Regions from separate parts of the Mus musculus genome. Here region 2 is linked to region 1. A link is a contact called in public HiChIP or PLAC-seq data. All regions are on one chromosome and are shown on one strand. The core of a region is the stretch at or near the end of the contact, and the rest is flanking DNA. Distances in the headings are between cores, read along the strand shown.

The links. HiChIP or PLAC-seq counts read pairs in DNA pulled down with a chosen protein or histone mark.
Region 2: an H3K4me3 HiChIP or PLAC-seq map of bone marrow-derived macrophages shows a contact between it and region 1, with 3 times the contacts expected there. The contact joins two enhancer-like sites. A contact is called at or near these places in 1 of 39 promoter capture datasets (hippocampal neurons), 6 of 484 Hi-C or Micro-C datasets (the C10 cell line, cerebellar granule neurons, cerebellum and 2 more) and 1 of 115 datasets of contacts at active chromatin or transcription factors (bone marrow-derived macrophages).

Annotation. Positions count from the first base shown.
Region 1 is chr9:40,519,949-40,522,586 of GRCm38.p6, reverse strand. It overlaps a transcript of Gramd1b not described here. Among named protein-coding and RNA genes, the nearest start is that of Gm35177, 26 kb to the left of the region's middle. Within about 2 kb of position 1,291, at least 11 of the 459 cell types and tissues checked have an H3K27ac peak or open chromatin away from gene starts, as enhancers often do. A contact at or near this core is called in bone marrow-derived macrophages, where this site is marked.
Region 2 is chr9:40,756,201-40,758,838 of GRCm38.p6, reverse strand. The region is part of intron 1 of Clmp (CXADR-like membrane protein); the gene reads right to left. Among named protein-coding and RNA genes, the nearest start is that of Hspa8, 44 kb to the left of the region's middle. Within about 2 kb of position 1,323, at least 182 of the 459 cell types and tissues checked have an H3K27ac peak or open chromatin away from gene starts, as enhancers often do. A contact at or near this core is called in bone marrow-derived macrophages, where this site is marked.

The DNA of each region.
Region 1 (2,638 bases), core at 42-2,541:
TTTGGGCAGGCTAAGGATAAAGTGGGTCATTTGTAAACTTGCTAAAAGAGTTCCAATAAAGGTGGAAGGAAAGGAAGGCAAGCAGGGCTGCTCAGGGCTTAGGAAGAGTTCAGGTAGAGAATGGAGTCGGTTAGCATCTGAAAGAGGGAGAGATGTAATGACAGCTGACGAGACTAGAGAATGAAAATGTTTCAACAGAGAGAATCGTGGCCAGGCGTGGGAGCACATACTTCAAATCCCAGCACTCGGGAGGCAGAGGTGGGCGGATCTCTGTAAGAATGAGGCTGCTCTATGTAGTGAGATGAGAGAGAGAGAGAGAGAGAGAGAGAGAGAGAGAGAGAGAGAGAGAGAGAGAGAGAGAGAGAGACACAGAGACAGAGAGAGAGAGAGAGAGAGAGAAGCGCTATGCAAACTCTACAGAGCTACTGAACAGAGTGAAATCAGAAATCAGAAGCACTGTGTAGAAGAATAATGAAGGACAGCCAGGATTTATGGCCTGTGTAGATGTATAGTAAGCATTTTGTATTTTTGACTTAATTTTTATTGAAAAAGTTATAAGAAATAATTACCTTTTTTATGAAAAAGGGGAACATTTTCAAGAGTGAGTCCTACTTTTAGGAGTGTGTGGAGGACCACCAGGAGAGAACTTCTCTCCCTTCTGTGATAAAGGGTTGCAACCTTCCAAGAGGAAAAGTGGGAAGGGAGTGGAGGATTCCAGAAGAATGGAAAGGCTCTGAAGAGTCAAAACCATAAGTCGATGTAGATTAAGAACAACCCTATATAGCATTCATGGTCAGGAGTAGGGACAACCCGACATAGCACTCACACCAGCAAGAGTAAGGACAACCCTACATAGCACTCACATGGGCAGGAGTAAGGAAAACCCTACATAGCACACACCGGCAGCAGCTGGAAGCTCTCTGCCATGACTCAGTCCTGTAGAGTCCAATCAGGAGTTATTTTGAAGAGTTTCTGAAATGTTGCAACCTTTCCTCCACCTTAGACTTTGGAAGGCCTAGCTAGTCAACAGGGTTCTTTCTTCAATGGACTGCACTATTTTAATTTCATGTCAGGCTGCTTTAGAATACATTTGTCCAGAGATCACAGTTCCTGGCTCTCATTTCATGAAATTTCAGGTTCACGAAGTAAATGTTCTAGGCCATTCCCCATACTTCCTCTTTAGCCAAACAATATAATGGCTTCCATTTTTGCCTTGCATACTCTGTAGTGTTGATTCACCACCCCGTAGTCATGTGCTTTCCGCAAGCTTTGACATCCAGAAGCCAGGCATATGACAGACCTGCTGAGCCAGACAAAACCTTTTCCTGTCACTTGGGAAACAGCAGCAGCGGGCAGGAGAATTGCCTGTCAGACCCATCTAGTACAGTTCTCTGTGGTTTGTCCGTCCTTACTGGGTCTCAAACCACCAGCGTGTCTTAGTATTTATAACCTTCTGCAGCTTGGTGCAGATGCAGGTCTATCCCACACCTTGGTGCAGATGCAGGTCTATCCCACAAGGCAACAGCAAAAGGAAACAGGTCTCTAGGTATCTGTGAACAGTTGACAGCATTCAAAATGAGCTTTATAAAATCAGCAGGGGAGGACAAAAGTCAGCTGTGTTTTGTTGGCCTGTTTATTTGTTCACAGAGCACCAAGCAAGGTTTCAGGATGCCCCTTCTGTGTCAGTCTGTCACCCTTTTGTACAGGTGGTTCTGATTTCCCTCCCTGCTATCAAAGGAGAAGACGAAATGTAATTACCCAGGCCTTCAATTTTCACGTCAAACACAATTACACAGAAAACAATCCGATAGAGTGTGTCTTTCCTAAGAGCCAGGACCTGTTTTGATGGTAAATTCTGGAGAGTAAATGCTAAAAGTTAAGATCTCAGTATGCCGCTGTGGGGTTCTCTTTGTGTACTCCTGGCTAGTTAGGATCCTTGAATCACTTCATGTGACCTTTTGCATGGGAGGAAAATGAGGCTCACGGAAGAGCCACTTAATGAAGTTCATAAGTCTGCTGGTGATAGGCGTGGGACAGGCTCCTCTCCCATCTCCCGACGTAGCATCTAGTGTTCCCAGCTCTCTTCTTCACCCTCCAGATGCTGGAGAAGGGTAATTTGAGGTGGTTCGGAATAGTGCTGCCATGTAGGTGGCAGTTGCTGGTTATCACAATATTCTTGTCCCCAGTTTGCCCAGTGGGCAGATTATGCTATGACTTTACATCCTGTACCCCTGGAATCTGAATCTTCCTTCTCCTCCGCTCATTATCCGGTGACTGTGTGCTTAAGGGAGAGCAATTTGAGCAAATGGACTTTGTTTTTTTAACATGATTCATTTCAAATGCTTGTAATACTAATAATAGATTAAAAATTAGTGTTTTGAGGAGCTGGGAAGATGGTTCGATGGGCACGTGTTTGGATCCCTAGCACCTCTGTACGATGTTGGGCATGGCAGCAACCCTCTGTCACCTCAGTGCTAGCAGGGCAGAGCAGGTGGATCACCAGAGCTTACTGTTCAGTCATTCTAGCCATCTCAGTGAGTTTCCATTTCAGTGAGAGATTCTGCCTCAAAAGTAAGTTGGGGAGTAATAGAGAAAGGCCCTCTAGATCAATCTTGGCCTTCATAGGCATTTACACACA
Region 2 (2,638 bases), core at 74-2,573, 240 kb before region 1:
AATAATAAATAAATCTTAAAAAAAAAAAAAAAAGATGGGGTCAGAGAGTTGGTTCAGCAGTTAAGAGCACTGGCTGTTCTTCCAAACCAGGATTCTTGCCTCTCTTATCACGTGTACCCCAGATGTCAAGTTCTTTTAGAACAAATGTGGTGCAAAGTGCAAGGCTGTGAAATGCAACACACGTGTTACACTTATATTTGAACAAATGTGTATGTGCCGAGCTTATGTGGTGCAACCAATATAGAAATAACTTTTAAAAAAAGATTTATTATATCTAAGTACACTGTAGCTGTCTTCAGACACACCAGAAGAAGGCATCCAATCCCATTACAGATGGTTGTGAGTCACCATGTGGTTGCTGGGAATTGAACTCAGGACCTCCAGAAGAGCAGTCAGTGCTCTTAACTGCTGAGTCATCTCTCCAGCCCAAAATCATACTTTCAAAATCATACTTTTACTGCCTATGTGAGAAGATTTCCTGTAAACTAACATAGTTTTGCTTTTGGTTTTTGCTTTTGTGAGTCTGAATACATAGCAGATAGCCAGTCAGCATTTAGACCTATTTTACTGTTGAGTGAACCTTGGCACAGGGGAGGAACATCGTGAGATGAGGTCCGGTTAAATCATTTAGAGTGGAAATGCTCTATAACATTGCCGGTTCTCCTTCAGCCCACATGGCAGCCCTCAGGAAAGCGGAGAAACTGACTGCACTGTACTGTGTTGGGCTTGGCCGAGGATGCGCTAGCTTTCATTCGCCGCTGAAACCCGCAGAGTTGTCTTAGCTTCGTGCAAAGCTCAAGAACTGTACACCACCCTCGTGCATCCAGGAGGCCCTTGCTATATGCAGAATAAACAAATGCAAAGGCTCTGCTGTGAGACTTGCTGAGGGAGGCCACTAGAGGGAAACAAAGGCCCAGATTTGGACGATGTCCCCAGAGGGCCGGAACAAGGTGGTGGGCGGTGTACACTGCGCTCTCTAGCTTCTATTTATAACACATCCAGAATTAAATACAGCAGCGCCAGGAGGGTGCCTTCGTGAATACAAACGACTTCAGCGAGGCAGGGAGTGTCAACCAGAGCCTACGGATCTGCCTATTTTCTTGAACCTTAAGTCCCCGTCCTCCCTCCTCCCGACCCCCCCCCACCTCCTCCCCACCATCCTCCCCCCTCCCCCCAACTCCAAGATGCTACCAGATTTCTGGGATTTTTTTTTTTTTTGGTCATCTTAAGAAATAATTTTTACCATATGTTGAATCTACAGTTTGAGCTGGCAGGGCCCTCGGTAGTGTTTGTGGGAACTGCTTAGCATGTGCCTGCCATCTGGTGGGTGAGAGGGAATGGGCAGGTCCAGCCACCCTCTGGCTGCTAGCATAGGATTTCCTGGGCAACAGGGATCAACCTTAGGGCGAAGAAACCCTTACAGTCGGTATAACTTAGGAGGAGATCACAGCCTGGCCAAGCTAGTGAGTCGCAGGGGTTCAGGGAAGGGAAGAATTTTTGAAATTTTTGCTGCAGTATTTATCGATAGGAAGCGGGGTTTGGAAAGAGGCTTCTTGTGTATATGCAAAACGCCTTCCTGGAAGCCTTGGGCTTTCCCTAGTGGGGATTTCACGGGCAACTCAGACACTTAACAAGGTGCTAGTGGGAACCTCTCAGCCTTAGCGTTATCAACAGCCACTCCCCCACCCCCATCCCCCGGCCTGGGGTCAGCTGCCCTGGAAACCGCTCCCTCCGTGCTCCTCCATGGTAAGGTGGGACTAATTCTTCGTGTACTTGCTGCTTAAGATTAGCTTAAGATTTTGCGCTCTAAAACCTTGGGTCTCATTGGACTCCTTTGATCATTCCAGACTTTTTTTCAAAAAGACCAGGCAAGAAGGAGTTTTAACAAAAAACATATTCATATCCCCCGCCCCTCTCATAAGGGATAGTGGGCTGGGCCGTGACCAAAGAACAACCTCTAACCTCTCTTCTTCCTAAATAAGACTTTACTACTTTCCCAAAGCTCATTGAATGCCCAAGGCGGACAACTTGTCCCTAGTCACCCATGTTTGCTCTTCCTGAAAGGTTACCCCATGAGTACAGGCTCCCTACATGTTCCCAAGCTCCGAGTAATGAACTAAGGAAATGACCCCTGAATGTATAGTCAAAGCAGGCTCTAGGCAAGGCCGCAGCTCTTGGTGTAGGAGTTATCATCCAAGTAATTTACCAGCCTGTGTAGATCAGAGTTTACAAAGTTAGAGCATCCCATGGCAGGGATCGAAAGTCTGGTCTTTCACATTGTGCAGTATACAGTACAGTGCCCTCTAGTGGGCGACACAGATGTAGCCTCCCTTTCTTCCATTGAGTGAGAACATTTTTCAATGGTTAGGGGACATTTAGTATTCACTAACCTTGAGTGGGAGGAGTTTCCCCATATTTTGCTTTACCCAGAATGCTCCAGTAAGCCTCAGGAGAATGGATGCATCGGATATACGTAAGAAAGTAAGGTATTAGAAAGTAAAGTCATTCGGATATTTGCAAGCCTGAAGCAGGGAAAAAGCTGTGAATACTGTGACTTCAAAGTTAGCCTGGGCTACACTGACTTATCCTGTCTAAAAGCAAAACACAGAGAATGAACAAAAACAAAGGGAAAAGCCGT